Regions from separate parts of the Mus musculus genome. Here all the other regions are linked to region 2. The links are chromatin contacts, called in public Hi-C and HiChIP or PLAC-seq maps. All regions are on one chromosome and are shown on one strand. The core of a region is the stretch at or near the end of the contact, and the rest is flanking DNA. Distances in the headings are between cores, read along the strand shown. Region 1 overlaps Mbd5 (methyl-CpG binding domain protein 5). Region 2 overlaps Orc4 (origin recognition complex, subunit 4). Region 3 has its middle 20 kb from the start of Gm25215.

Evidence for each region. Hi-C and Micro-C count contacts between places; a contact is called where the count stands out from the background. HiChIP or PLAC-seq counts read pairs in DNA pulled down with a chosen protein or histone mark.
Region 1: a contact with region 2 is called in a Hi-C map of bone marrow-derived macrophages, with 22 read pairs. The contact joins two enhancer-like sites. A contact is called at or near these places in 5 of 15 datasets of contacts at CTCF or cohesin (the NIH/3T3 cell line, hippocampal excitatory neurons, large pre-B cells and 1 more), 102 of 484 Hi-C or Micro-C datasets (the 3T3-L1 cell line, the AML12 cell line, the AtT-20 cell line and 67 more), 24 of 115 datasets of contacts at active chromatin or transcription factors (the 230-238 cell line, CD8 T cells, the HPC-7 cell line and 18 more) and 4 of 9 other capture datasets (adipose tissue, embryonic stem cells, liver and 1 more).
Region 3: an H3K27ac HiChIP or PLAC-seq map of microglia shows a contact between it and region 2, with 8 times the contacts expected there. The contact joins two enhancer-like sites. A contact is called at or near these places in 1 of 39 promoter capture datasets (cranial neural crest), 3 of 484 Hi-C or Micro-C datasets (cerebral cortex, cortical neurons and ventral hippocampal neurons) and 1 of 115 datasets of contacts at active chromatin or transcription factors (microglia).

Annotation. Positions count from the first base shown.
Region 1 is chr2:49,310,964-49,315,134 of GRCm38.p6, reverse strand. It overlaps Mbd5 (methyl-CpG binding domain protein 5), which reads right to left. Exons shown (of 17, transcript NM_029924.2): 16 at 1,410-1,485. Among named protein-coding and RNA genes, the nearest start is that of Gm25215, 85 kb to the left of the region's middle. Within about 2 kb of position 1,859, at least 94 of the 459 cell types and tissues checked have an H3K27ac peak or open chromatin away from gene starts, as enhancers often do. A contact at or near this core is called in bone marrow-derived macrophages, where this site is marked.
Region 2 is chr2:48,922,292-48,926,658 of GRCm38.p6, reverse strand. The region is part of intron 8 of Orc4 (origin recognition complex, subunit 4); the gene reads left to right. Among named protein-coding and RNA genes, the nearest start is that of Orc4, 25 kb to the left of the region's middle. Within about 2 kb of position 1,673, at least 12 of the 459 cell types and tissues checked have an H3K27ac peak or open chromatin away from gene starts, as enhancers often do. A contact at or near this core is called in bone marrow-derived macrophages and microglia, where this site is marked.
Region 3 is chr2:49,416,262-49,420,463 of GRCm38.p6, reverse strand. No RefSeq gene overlaps it. Among named protein-coding and RNA genes, the nearest start is that of Gm25215, 20 kb to the right of the region's middle. Within about 2 kb of position 2,938, at least 120 of the 459 cell types and tissues checked have an H3K27ac peak or open chromatin away from gene starts, as enhancers often do. A contact at or near this core is called in microglia, where this site is marked.

The DNA of each region.
Region 1 (4,171 bases), core at 610-3,109, 390 kb before region 2:
CCCACATGGCTCAACTCTGCTCAGTGCAAAGGAGAAAGCACGTCTGAAGAATACATTCCAAGATGGCCTCATTAGGTACCAATGCCTGGTGGCACAAAGGCCAAATGCCCCAAGGTAGAGAGGCATGAAATGAAGGCCAACCCATTTTCATATTTTTCTTGGGAAGGTAAATCATTAACTGCATTTCCACACCCACTTGAGTTGAGGACGTCTGAGCTCATAGGAGCTACACTGACATTTCTTCATGCCTTCTCTCGTTACTATCAAGCAGGACGCAAAGGATATACAAAGATGGGGTGAGCACATCAAGGTCTCAAGGAGCGGTGGGCACTCCACAAAGAAGGGATCTAGGTCTGGAAGTGGCCAAGTAGAGTTACACCTTCCTCTGCAGGCACCAGAATCAAGTGAGCCATGGCCTATGTTTCAACAGGCTCAGCAGCAGGCACATTTTTGTTGGCAACTCTCAATTCTAGAATTGTTGCTCTCATTCCTGATCCTCTTTACTGACAGACTACACACACACACACACACACACACACACACACACACACATGCCTGGTTCTAGAGGATACTGTAGTTGATGGCTACAAGTTTACCAGGAAACTTAGGTTTCCTGGCAAAATCCAATCATAGGTTAGATTAACACATGTCTATGACCTGTGCCAATGGCAACATCTTGAGGCTCCCTAACTGTTACCCATCATGAAGCAGCCAATGGATGGGTTGTAAGTTTCAGATGGCCTAAGTAAATGGCTTGTCATTGCTATGCAGCCTGAAATAATGCTTATTTTAAAGAGATTACTAACATTATATTTATGTGTTTGAGTCTGTATGTGATGGAGAGAGAGCTTTATACCTCTCATCTCAAACTAATGGATGCATAGGTCAAACAAAGTGTGAAGAGAAAGCACATCTCTTCCTTAATCATGAGATTTACAGTTACTAGTAACAGAAATATGCACAAATCATCTCAATTTTAAGGTAGCAGAAGGAAAATAAGAAGTTAATATACTCTCTAAATTGACCAATCTTTTTAATCCTACTTTTTTTTTTTTTAATGTATGGAGTGAGGTTGCATTGCTGAATATTTTGGCTATAGTGATGGTCACTGCAACTCACAGTCAAACTCAGAAAGTTGGGGTTGGGACCTCACCATACTGCTGCTGCCACTTAATGAACCTTTTTAAGAAAACAAAAGTTACTTATCTCAGAAAAAAAAAATCCATAGCTAATACAGGCTCCCTTCCCTTAAATTCTTTTCTGCCGCCAGTCTTTTGCTTGCCTGGCAGTTTAGTATTGCTATGAGAGTTGCTTTACAATGTTCAAGAGATTTTTTTAACAAAAAAAAAGTGTTAATGCAATTTATTTTCAAAGAAACTAGAATAATGGAAAAAAATAAATTGACTTACAGTCCCAGACATTTTGTCCAGTTCGCTCATGGCCTCGTGAATAGCAGCTTCTAAATGGTTATTTAGTTTCCCACTTCTGGAAGCAATGAAAACAACATACCAAATTAACAAATTAAAGAAACAAAAGCCTCAATTTAATTCCCTAATCAGAAGACAAAAATATCAATTCTACCAGAGAAAGTCAATCTAGATTCACATCTGGGAAGTTCAGGCGATAGAGCATCGTCCTGGGGTTCCCAGCACTGAACGCTAACCATTAAAGTAACACGGCCGCTAAGGTTAGCACAGGAAGTCCCCTCCACTGTGTGTTTCTTCTGCATTTCATGAAGAGGACTGGGTCAGGAGCTCTGTGGTCTCCAAAGCTGTGCTTCCTACCAGGAAACAGGCCGTGGCCAGGACACCGAGGCTGAACTGCAAGTTCTGGCCACTAGGGAGCTCCCTCCACCCTTTCTGGATCATCTCAGCTAAGCACAATTGAGCAAAACGAAAGCTACATTTTGGTGCGTGGCTAAGAACAGCTTATTACCTCGTTACACCTGAGGCTCGGAGGCTGGTTTCGCCACAGTTCCCTTTAAACCGAAATGACGTGATCCTTTCAACAGACACACAAGGACTGTCTCAGAAGCTTCTGACTATTGCTTTCCGATCAGCATTCCATGAGTAACATCCCATATGTGCCATTTTTAAAAAAACGATATCGATGAAGCTGTTGTGCCGGTTAGGACAGTCAGGCAGTTCTCTGTGGCTATACATTCTTTGCCTACCCTACCTTATTTCTCATGTACATATGTAAATCTTACGCCACAATCTTCTAAATATGCAGGCAATCTGCTAGCATTCATCCCATCAGGACAACTGACAGGAAAGCCCTGAAGTCAGGAAACTCCTATAGTGAGCTATCTGTTACCATGGCTTCCCAAGAGTTAAGTCCTATCTATCTATCTCGGTGTCTACATGGAGGTTGGAAATTTGCAGCCGTGGGAGAAAACGCACGTTAACTTCAGTGTAATGCCTTCAGGTGAAGTCTCTCCACTTACCACAGTGTTCCCAAGGCTTTATCCACTATAGAAAACGACCTGATAACTCCTCTATTTTGTTTTCCCTGTGCTTTACAGACACTTAGTTGTTCATCTTTGAGTATTACACTTTTAGGCACACCATGAAGGCTCCACATATTTGCTAAGTGGATTTGTCCACAGTGAACATAAATGGTCCTATATCTTATTAAAACAACTGTGCAGTTAAGTCAGTTCTATTGGAAGGATAGATCAACCTACTAACTTAAACCAGTTGTAAGGACACTACCAACAATTCCCTCCAGCATGCTCTTAATGATCTTCCCCACCCTGCAAATGCAGAGAAGTTCAGGGAACAAAGTAATCCCAACATACCCACTCTCCAGAATGGGTTGTTAATAAATGACATGTTCTTATTAAGTATTCTTTTAATCAAAAAGATAAATCTAGTATTTCTACGTGGTCACTATTCTCAGTCACACTCACTCCCCTATGTCTCCCTAGCTCATGTTTTATATGATACACCATGGACAGAATCGCTTTATGTACTTATACATATAAAAAGCTGTCATGATACACAATTCATCTGTTCCTGCTCCTGTATCATCATCACCATCACCACCACCACCACCACCATCATCACTACTACTATTTTGAGATAGGGTCTTGCCAATGTCGACCTGGAACTAACTCACAATGCTAGGATGGAAGGCATGCATCACTACATCAGTGTTCCTGTATCTTTATTTGGGACATCATGGTACTTGATATAAATCTTTCATTCCTTCTCCCCAGTGCATGGCATTTTTACATATATACCTCCTGCCATTCCAGGGTTAGGGAGCCCTGCATCTTTTAGTGTGAGTCACTGTGCTGTTTGTCCAGGGAGGAGTTTGCTAAGTGTGATCCCCGGTGGCTGAGAGGAAACTCAAGTCCAGGTCTCTGGAACCATCTACGTTTGGCTATTTGGTGAGAATCCTGATGAAGTCATCCACAGGGAAACTGCCCAACAACATCACACTTCTGCAGTGCATTCAGTAGGTTTATCTTTAATCTGTCATTTTGACTGAGACACAGGCATTTAATTTTTTCAAAATTAAAAAAATTGTACTTATGTTGTTTGAGTGTCTTGTTTACAAGTATGTTTGTACAGCATGAACATGCCTAGTGTTGGGGTGTTGGATGCCCTGGGACTGGGTTTATAGATGGTCGTTAGCTTTCATGTAGGTGCTAGGAATTGAGCCTCAGTCTTCTAGAAGAACAGCTAGTGTTCATAACTACAGAAATATTTCTGTATTTCAGTCCCCGTATGTATTTAAGTGTCAAGGATATTTCATTTTTATGTATTTTGATTATAACATATTATGGATTAAAATAGACTACACCTAAATAGTTCTATTTAGCTAAGAAAAAAAAAGATTAAACATTTCATTTAAAAAAAATCCATCAAGGAACCTTGCTCTCTTCCCTTGAATCTCTTTAAATATATATATAAGTAAATATTCATATTATTTATTTATTTATGAGTATATAAGCCATATATATATATATATATATATATATATATATATATATACACTTATTTATTGATTGATTGATTCTGTGTACGCGCCATGGTGTTGAGATCAAAAGACCAATTATGAGACTTGGTTCTCTCCCACCATGTGAAACCCAGAGCTGAACTCAGAAAGCATCTTTACAAAGCTACAGAGCTTCCTGCCAGCTCTCTATTGAATTTTAAGAGCA
Region 2 (4,367 bases), core at 424-2,923:
TGTTTTGTTTTTGTCTAATCCTGAGAACTAAATCTAAGACATTACACATAGTAGACAAGCACTGTTACTACTGAATTGTATTCACTATTTTGATAGCAAAATTCACTTATAAGTTGCTCTGACTGTCCTTTAACTTATTGTAAGTCTCAGAAAGATCTTGATTTTGTGATCACTCTGAGGACAGGTTACAGGATTATACTACCAGAACTATCTGTATCTACGGTGTGCACTCCTGTATACATGTAAAACTGAGAACCTTCTTTTCTCTAACTTACTGTAAATGCTATGTCTGCAAATTTCTTCACGGTTCCCATTTCCCAGCTTCTTATTTCGTAGTTTTATTTCAGGCTTGCTCATTTCTTTATTTTTTTCCTACAGCTCTTTTTCCTTTTTATAAATGTTCTTTCAGTTGGTTAATTCATCTTTTAACAATCCTCCCTCTGTTTTTTTATGAAATTTTCACTTTATTGCTTTTCTCTGAAATTTCTGTCTTTGACATGTTTTTAAATACTCTTTGGTATACTTCATGTGCTTTGAGATCATTCTTTTGTATTTATCATTGATACTTACTCTACTTATCTTCTCCCCAAATAAGAAGCTATCACCAGGCTAAAAGAAACACATCTTTCTTTAAAGAAACGGATAGGGAACTGGAGCTGAGCTTGTCAGATGGGAGGAACAAAATCAAGTCCTCAAAATATACTTATTTGCCTAAAGGGAATGGGCCTGACAACCCACTTGCAATCCCAGAAGTCTAAGACCTACCATGTATCTCTAGCGCAAGCTATCTGACCAAACTAGTCTAATTGGTGGACTTGGGGGTTAAATTGAGAATCTATGCCTCAATGAACAAGAAAGATGGGAAGCCATGATGAATACTCTTGACCTCAAACTCAGGCCTACACACATATACACACACACTCATATATATGCAAAGCATGACACATATACATAAGAAAATAATCCTTTGGGTGAAAATATCATGAAGATTTGAATTCAGACTTCAACACACATAGATGTGGGCCACTTTAAACAAGCACTGGGGAGATATATACAGAATTTTTGTGCCTTCTTAGCCAGCCTATCTAGCTAAATAAGCAACCCTTGGGCTCAGTGAGAGTCTTGCTGTTTCTGTCCTTTTTTTTGTATGTGGATGCAATAGGTATGTAAAAGGTACATGTACTGTAGCATGTATGTGAACAACAGAATAACTTTTAGGAGTCCCTTTTCTCCTTCTACCATGTGAGTCTGGGGATCAAACTAAGGACCTCAGGCTTGGTAGAAAGTGTCTTTACCTTCTGAACCGGCTCACTGTTCCTGAGAATCCCTGTCTTAAAAACTGTAAACCAGAGAGCAGTTGAGCCTAACACCCAGTCTTAACCTCTGGCCTCAAACACGTTCCATATACAAACATTCATGAGTAGCTTATGCATATTTTTCTAATTCTGTATTTCTTTTATGTTGAATCATGCTCATATATATTTATAGAAATATATATAGAGAGAGAAAAACCAAAGAATAGGTATAAAAACAGTTGCTATGTCAGCAAGAAACCCTTCTTTTTAAAATTTCACTTTAGTGTTTGCTTTTGCTTTATCATCCCTGTAGCCTTGTATTTGTAACTTCTGTCATTACTGACTAACACTGGAGCAGCTTCTCAGTTCCTTCTTTTCTCCATTCTCGGAAGCAAGATTTTTTTCTTTGCAGTTCCTTCTTACTTATTTGGAAGGTGCATGCCATGGTGGACATGTGACTGCCCAGTGGCACCTTGGAGGAGCTGGGTCTCCTCCTAGTGCCGTGGGTTCCTGGAATTGAATACAAATCCTCAGCCTTGACTTCAGGGGCCGTTTCACTCTTAGCCATCTTCCCAGCACCCAAGTACAGGTTCTTAATATTTGCTTAGAGTTTGCTTTATTAATCATTGCCTTTCCACTACTTATTTATACAAGTAACTTACAACTTCTCTTTAGTAGAAAATAAATTGGTGTGTATACTAAATTTAGATCTTTCCATCTTGTCCCTATAATTCAGCAGTTGTCACTATAATACATTTAAAAACATTTGAGGTATTTGTTTTTCTCTCTTTGCTATTTGACTTCCTAAATAACCTAAGATTACTGAAATTTTTCATGCATATCATGGCTTATTAACCCTTTTGCTTGTTTTACTTTGTTAGGATCATTCAGGTAAAAAACAAAAAAATACATTTCTGGAGCCAGTACCTTTTTAAAAAAGAAAATTTTATTGTAGAAAATCAATTCTTGTTGGAGATAGTAGTATAATGAGGCTCTCTCCAGCATTTATTTAGTAATTTTAATAACTACATAAAATGATCTAATCTATGTCTGTCTTCCCTGTAAAATGTTGAGGCAAAACAATAATAATTTCATCTCATGGTTATGTTTTTCAGTATATTGTAAGAAGATGAGAAATACTCGAAGTTCATTTGCATTTAGTTCCACCTTAAAAATAGACAATAATTGGATGGAGAAATGGCTCAGCCTGTAAGAGCATTTGTTCTCATTGGAAAGGATGAGAACTCAGTCCTTCCACTCATCACAGCAGCTTGATAATACTGTAGTTCATCAAATAGAATTTTGCTCCATTGTACATCATGTTTCTTGAAGTTCTTAAACAAAATCATGAAGATATCTGAATTTTTGTTAATGGTAGCAAATCTCATAGCATTTTGTTACCTCAGATTTTTTTGTGAATTTTTTTGTAGGCTGTGCAGAATTCCACACTGGTGTGCTTAATGTCTCTCTGATCAGGAACAGTAGCTGTTTGTATGTCCTTAGTAGGTTTGAGAATGTTAGCACTCGATAATGAGGCCAAAATGCAATCACAATGATACTGGTGCCTAGAAAGGAATCATTTAGTTCAGTAGTTATCAATTTGTGGTTTGCAACCCATATCGGGGTTGAACAACGCTTCTACAGAGATCAAAGGGGTAAGCTGAGACCATCCTTCATATCAGATATTTGTAGTATAATTTATAACAGTAGCAAAATTACAGTTAGGAAATGGCAATGAAAATACTGTCTGGGGGTCATGACAACAGCATTAGAAGGGTTGAGAACACTGACTTCAGTTCCTCTCATTTCACATGCTTACTTAGACATTATACATGTTACGAGTTACAAGCTATAGTTAACTTACTATCTAGCAGCATTTTTAAAATTAATTTATGTTATATACTCCATATTCCATTCCGCTTTCCCCATCCACCCTCTGAATGCTCCACATCCCACACCTCCCCAAACCCCCTACCTCCATGTGGATGCCCTAGCCCCACCCCATCTGACCTCTAAACTCCCTGGGGCCTCCAGTCTCTTGAGGGTTAGGTGCACCATCTTTGAATGAACACAGACCTGGAAGTCCTCTATTGTATGTGTGTTGGGGGCCTCATATCAGCTAGTTTATGCTGCCTGTTTGGTAGTCCAGTGTTTGAGAGATCTCGGGGGTCCAGATTAATTGAGACTGCTGGTCCTCCTACAGAGTTACCCTCCTCCTCAGCTTCTTTCAGCTTTCCCTAATTCAGTCATAGGGGACAGCAGCTTCTGTCCACTGGGTTGGGTGCGAATATCTGACTTTCAGAGCTGCTTGTTGGGTCTTCCAGAGTACAGTCATGCTAGGTTCCTTTTTTGTGAGTGCTCCATAGCCTTAATAATAGTGTCAGGCCTTGAGACCTCCCCTTGAGCTGGATCTCACTTTGGGCCTGTTTCAGGACCTTCTTTTCCTCAGGCTGCTCGCCATTTCCATCCCTGTAATTTTGTTGTTGTTGTTGTTGTTTTATTTGTTTGTTTGGTTTTTCGAGACAGGGTTTCTCTGTGTAGCCCTGGCTGTCCTGGAACTCACTCTGTAGTCCAGGCTGGGCTCAAACTCAGAAATCCACCTGCCTCTGCCTCCCAAGTGCCGGGATTAAAGGCATGCACCACCACCACTCAGCCCTGTAATTCTTTCGTTCTTAATAGCTGAGTAGCATTCCATTGTGTAAATAAACCACATTTTCTGTGTCTATTCTTCTGTTGTGGAACATCTAGGTTGTTTCCAGCTTCTGGCTATCACACGTAAGGCATGGTGGGGCATCTTTTGGGTATATTTCCAAGAGTGAAATAGCTGGCAGGTACAGCTATTTCCAATTTTCTGAGGATCCTCCAGATTGATTTCCAGAGTGGTTGTACCAGTTTCCAATCCTACCGAGATTGGAGGAGTATTTCTCTTTCTCTGTATCCTTTCTAATGTATGTTGTCACCTAGGTTTTGATCTTATCCATTCTGATTGGTGTAAGGTGGACTCTCAGGGTCATTTTGATTTACATTTCTCTGATCACATTGGGTGGAGGACATTCTTTAGGTGTTTCTCAG
Region 3 (4,202 bases), core at 1,689-4,188, 490 kb before region 2:
ATGTAACGTGTTCACAACAAGAACAGGAGGTATTCTGTCTTAGATGCCTCTGATGAGAGCTTTACATTTTTCCTTTTTTATTTTCTTCAAAACAAGAATAAAGGCTTCTGGTTTTGCCTGTGTATTGTAATTTGCCTGTAATTCCAAGGGCATTAAGAGTTGTCAGAATACACACTGTTGGTATTTGCTACCTGGGTAAAATTCTCAGTATTTGAAGCTTTTTCAAATGATTGAAAAAGCCATGGGACTACCATTTGTGCCCAGGAAAATAAAATATAGTAAACAATATAAAAAACAAACACACAAACAACCTGGGCAGTCACCTATAGGTGGGGGTGGGGTGGTGACCTGGACTTTGCAGAGCCCAGGCTTCCTATCGGAAAAATGCCATGATAGTACCTAGTTTATAAGGTGTGACTGCGAGATAAAATGTCGTGGTCACACAAATGAAATGTAGTTACCTGTGTAATGCAGAACCAGTGTTAGTATCAAGCTGGAAATGGTTAGCACACTCTCACAAAAGTAGATAGCTCCATTTTCACGAATTCTGTCAGCCAGTTGTCAAACTATTGGTAGTTTGGAAGTACAATGGTAGGAATTCTCACACCATAGATGTCAGCAACCACAGACAGGGCTTCTCTCAGTTGACAGTCAAAGATTTACAAGCATTCCACCAATGCTCATAATAAATGTAAGGGCTTTTTTTCCCCCTTTGAGTTCAGTGGCCCCTGCCCCTGTATCTGAGTTGAGGAAGGGTTTTGCTTTGTAGCACAGGTTGGCCTTGAACTCAGACTTCTTCGTCAGCCTCCCAGTGATGGGATTCCATGTATGTCGTGCCCTGCTCAACTTCTTGTTTGATGTCCTAACACTATGGGGAACTAAATTGTGTGTGCACAAATGTCTTGACAAGGTAACTTTGTTCAGTGGGACAACATCTCTTAATTAAAAAAATAATTTTTTAAATTAATGTGGAACACCTGAGAGATTGGATTTCATGTAACACCAAGCTTTGTGGTCATGGTAGATCCTTTAGGCTGATCACTGTACATCCCTCCCCTCTGCCTTTATTACTGAGCTTGAACTCTGAAACCGCCTTTCCCCAGTAAAAGCAGTTTAAAGCACAGTTGTATCTGCCTTTTATTTGAAGCCCCCAAAGCTTTCAGTTTAATCCATGGAGGGAATATATTGCAAATACAGCTGTCCTTTCTAAGTTCCCCAGGTAGTGACCTGTAATCAATACCTACTTAGAGAGACTATCCTGCTTCCAAATCTCAAAAGCACAAAGCTCAGTTTAAAGGAAGACTGTGTTATGGGGGTGTCTTAGTCAGGGTTTCTATTCCTGCACAAACATCATGGCCAAGAAGCAAGTTGGGGAGGAAAGGGTTTATTTGGCTTACACTTCCATACTGCTGTTTATTATAAGGAAGTCAGGACTGGAACTCAAGCAGGTCAGGAAGCAGGAGCTGATGCAGAGGCCATGGAGGGATGTTCCTTACTGGCTTGCTTCCCTTGGCTTGCTCAGGCTGCTCTCTTATAGAACCCAAGACTGCCAGCCCAGAGATGGTCCCACCCACAAGGGGCCTTTCCCCCTTGATCACTAATTGAGAAAATGTCTTACAGCTGGATCTCATGGAGGCATTTCCTCAACTGAAGCTCCTTTCTCTGTGATAACCCCAGCCTGGGTCAAGTTGACACATAAAACCAGTCAGTACAGGGGGTAAGATAAATACAGAACGGGGATTTGTTCAGCTACCGTAGTAGAGGCGGCAAGCATAGGTGAACCTCCCTTTCAAGTTCTCTAGGCACAACATCCCAGGGACCCTTTTAGGGTTTTTCATGAGTTATTTCATCCTGAGTCACTCAGAAATCTTACCAGAAATGGTATTTGGGAAATTCATTCATGGCTGCAAACATGATGAAGACACTAAGGAGTGATGGAAATGATCGTGGATGCTGTGAAAACAACCTACTACACTTTGCAAAGAGAAGCCTGCTTCTCTGTCTGCTCCCGTGACAGATTTTTCCAGACTTCATGCAGGAAAACTAGGCATGGGACACAGGAAACAGGGCTCAGGAGTGTGTGCAGACAGCCCTGTGCCCTCATCTCCTCATGAGCAGTTCACTTCTCTATGGAGCCTTTGAACTTGTCTGATGCTAACGTCTTCCCATACTCCAAAGGCTAGAATCTTCAGAGGCTCAGCTGCCAGGCTGGTGCCTAAGAGGGACAATGGCAATAGTGAGAAGTCATTCAGGGTCCTGGCACTGGGAAGAGGCAGAGACCTCGAGGAAGTCTATGAATGGCTTCTGATGCCGTTTAGAGAGTATGAAGTCTTCCTTTCTCCTTTTGCTGAAAACTCCCACTGGAACTGAAAGGAACCTCTGTCTGATTTATTTCAAAAGAGAGTCTGTAAAATAAATAAATAAATAAATATGCTGAACATTATACAAGTAGCTCCTTACTGGCTAATTTTCAGAGCTAAATATCTGAACTGCTCAAAAATACTTTTTTCTTACTATTCAAAGGGAATGAGAATGGCACTTGACATCAGATACATTTTTTAAATATACATATTCTCTCTGTCTGCTGGAAAGATTTAAGCAGGTTCAGAAACAATTTTTAGGGAGTGAGCTGGTCCCTAACAAGTGTTCATCACGACAAAGTCAACTTCAGAAAGGAACGGTGTTCTTGCCCACAGTACTCTACGGTATTGTTATTATTTGGGATCAGCAAACTCTGAGATTTCTAAGACGCAGCAGAGCCATCCTGTTTCCATGTTCATTTGCCAGGTGAAAAAGTTAGAAAGAGTATGGCAGGGTCCCTCTAGGGTCATGGCTTATTCGAGGTGTGGAATTTAGCAAGCCATATAAGCAATATGTAAAGGAAGATGTGCACCACCACCTCACTTCCTGCACATCCAGGAAGCAGGCACAAAGACGGAAGCAACCATGCTTCAGAGGTAGGTAGAGCTGCTGCAACAAGATCATTCAAAATGAGGCTGAGTCATTTAACTGACAAAGACCCATTCGGATCACTGCAACAAGCATTGAGAGCAGTGGTTCTTTTGCCTCTGGAGTGGTCTATAAAGGATCAAGGGACCCAAGAAGAACCACACATCCTAGCCACCAAGGGCATGAGAACCGCGGTGGAGTCAGGCGAGGGAGAGAGGAACTGTCACATTCGTCCAGTTCCTACCGTCAACACTAAGCTGTTCTTCCTCATCTTGTTATTTCTGCCTTTTTTTTTTTTTTAGTGTTTGCTTCCTCATCTCGTAGTTTCTGTTTCCTTTGGCCTTTCTGCTCATGCATAGACCCAGTGGCACCTTGTAATTTCTCTCAGTGCTCCTCGGCTTCAGCCCCAGATTCGGCTTTGCTTGGCCTCATTTACTGCTTCCTCATCCTGTCTTCTAAGGAGAGTTTTATAGCCTGGCTCATCCTCTCCTGTTCAGTAGCCCCTCTATCCTGTGGTCTGCCTTCTGTGGTTTCCGTTACTCATGGTTAATGTCAGCCTGGAAATTATTAAGTGGCAAGTGCCATAAATAAATAATTTATAAATTTAAAAATTGTTAGCTTTTCTTCTCTCTCTCTCTCTCTCTCTCTCTCTCTCTCTCTCTCTCTCAACGTTTCTTTTCTTCCTCTCTTTCCAGGGTTTTGCTATATAGGTTAGTCTTCAAATTTGCACACCGCCTTCCTAGTCCTGCCATGTCTTCCCATTCAGCTCTCCCTCCCCCCTTTGTCTCTGTCTCTTTGTCTCTCAGCATCTCTACCTCTCTGTGTGTCTCTCACTCTTTGTCTCTCTGTCTCTCTCCTTCTTTGATATTGTGTGGATATGGAGCACAGGGCTTTGTGCTATTGCATGCTAGAGCAGCACTTCATTACTGAACTACATCTTCAGTCTGTGTGTGTGAGTGTGTGTGTGTGAGTGCGTGTGTGCATGCGAGTGTGTGTGCATTCGAGTGTGTGTGCATACGAGTGTGTGTGCATGTGTGTGTGAGAGTGTGTGTGTGAGTGCATGTGTGTGTGTATGTAAGTGTGTGAGTGCATGTGTGTGTATGTGAGTGTGTGTGTGACTGTGTGTGAGTGTGTGTGTGTGTATGAGTGTGTGAGTACATGTGTGAGTGTGTGTGAGTGTGTGTGTGTAGGTAAGGTCTGACAGCATTGCCAAGACTGGCCTCGTCTCCTGTCTCTGCCTTCCCAATGCTGTA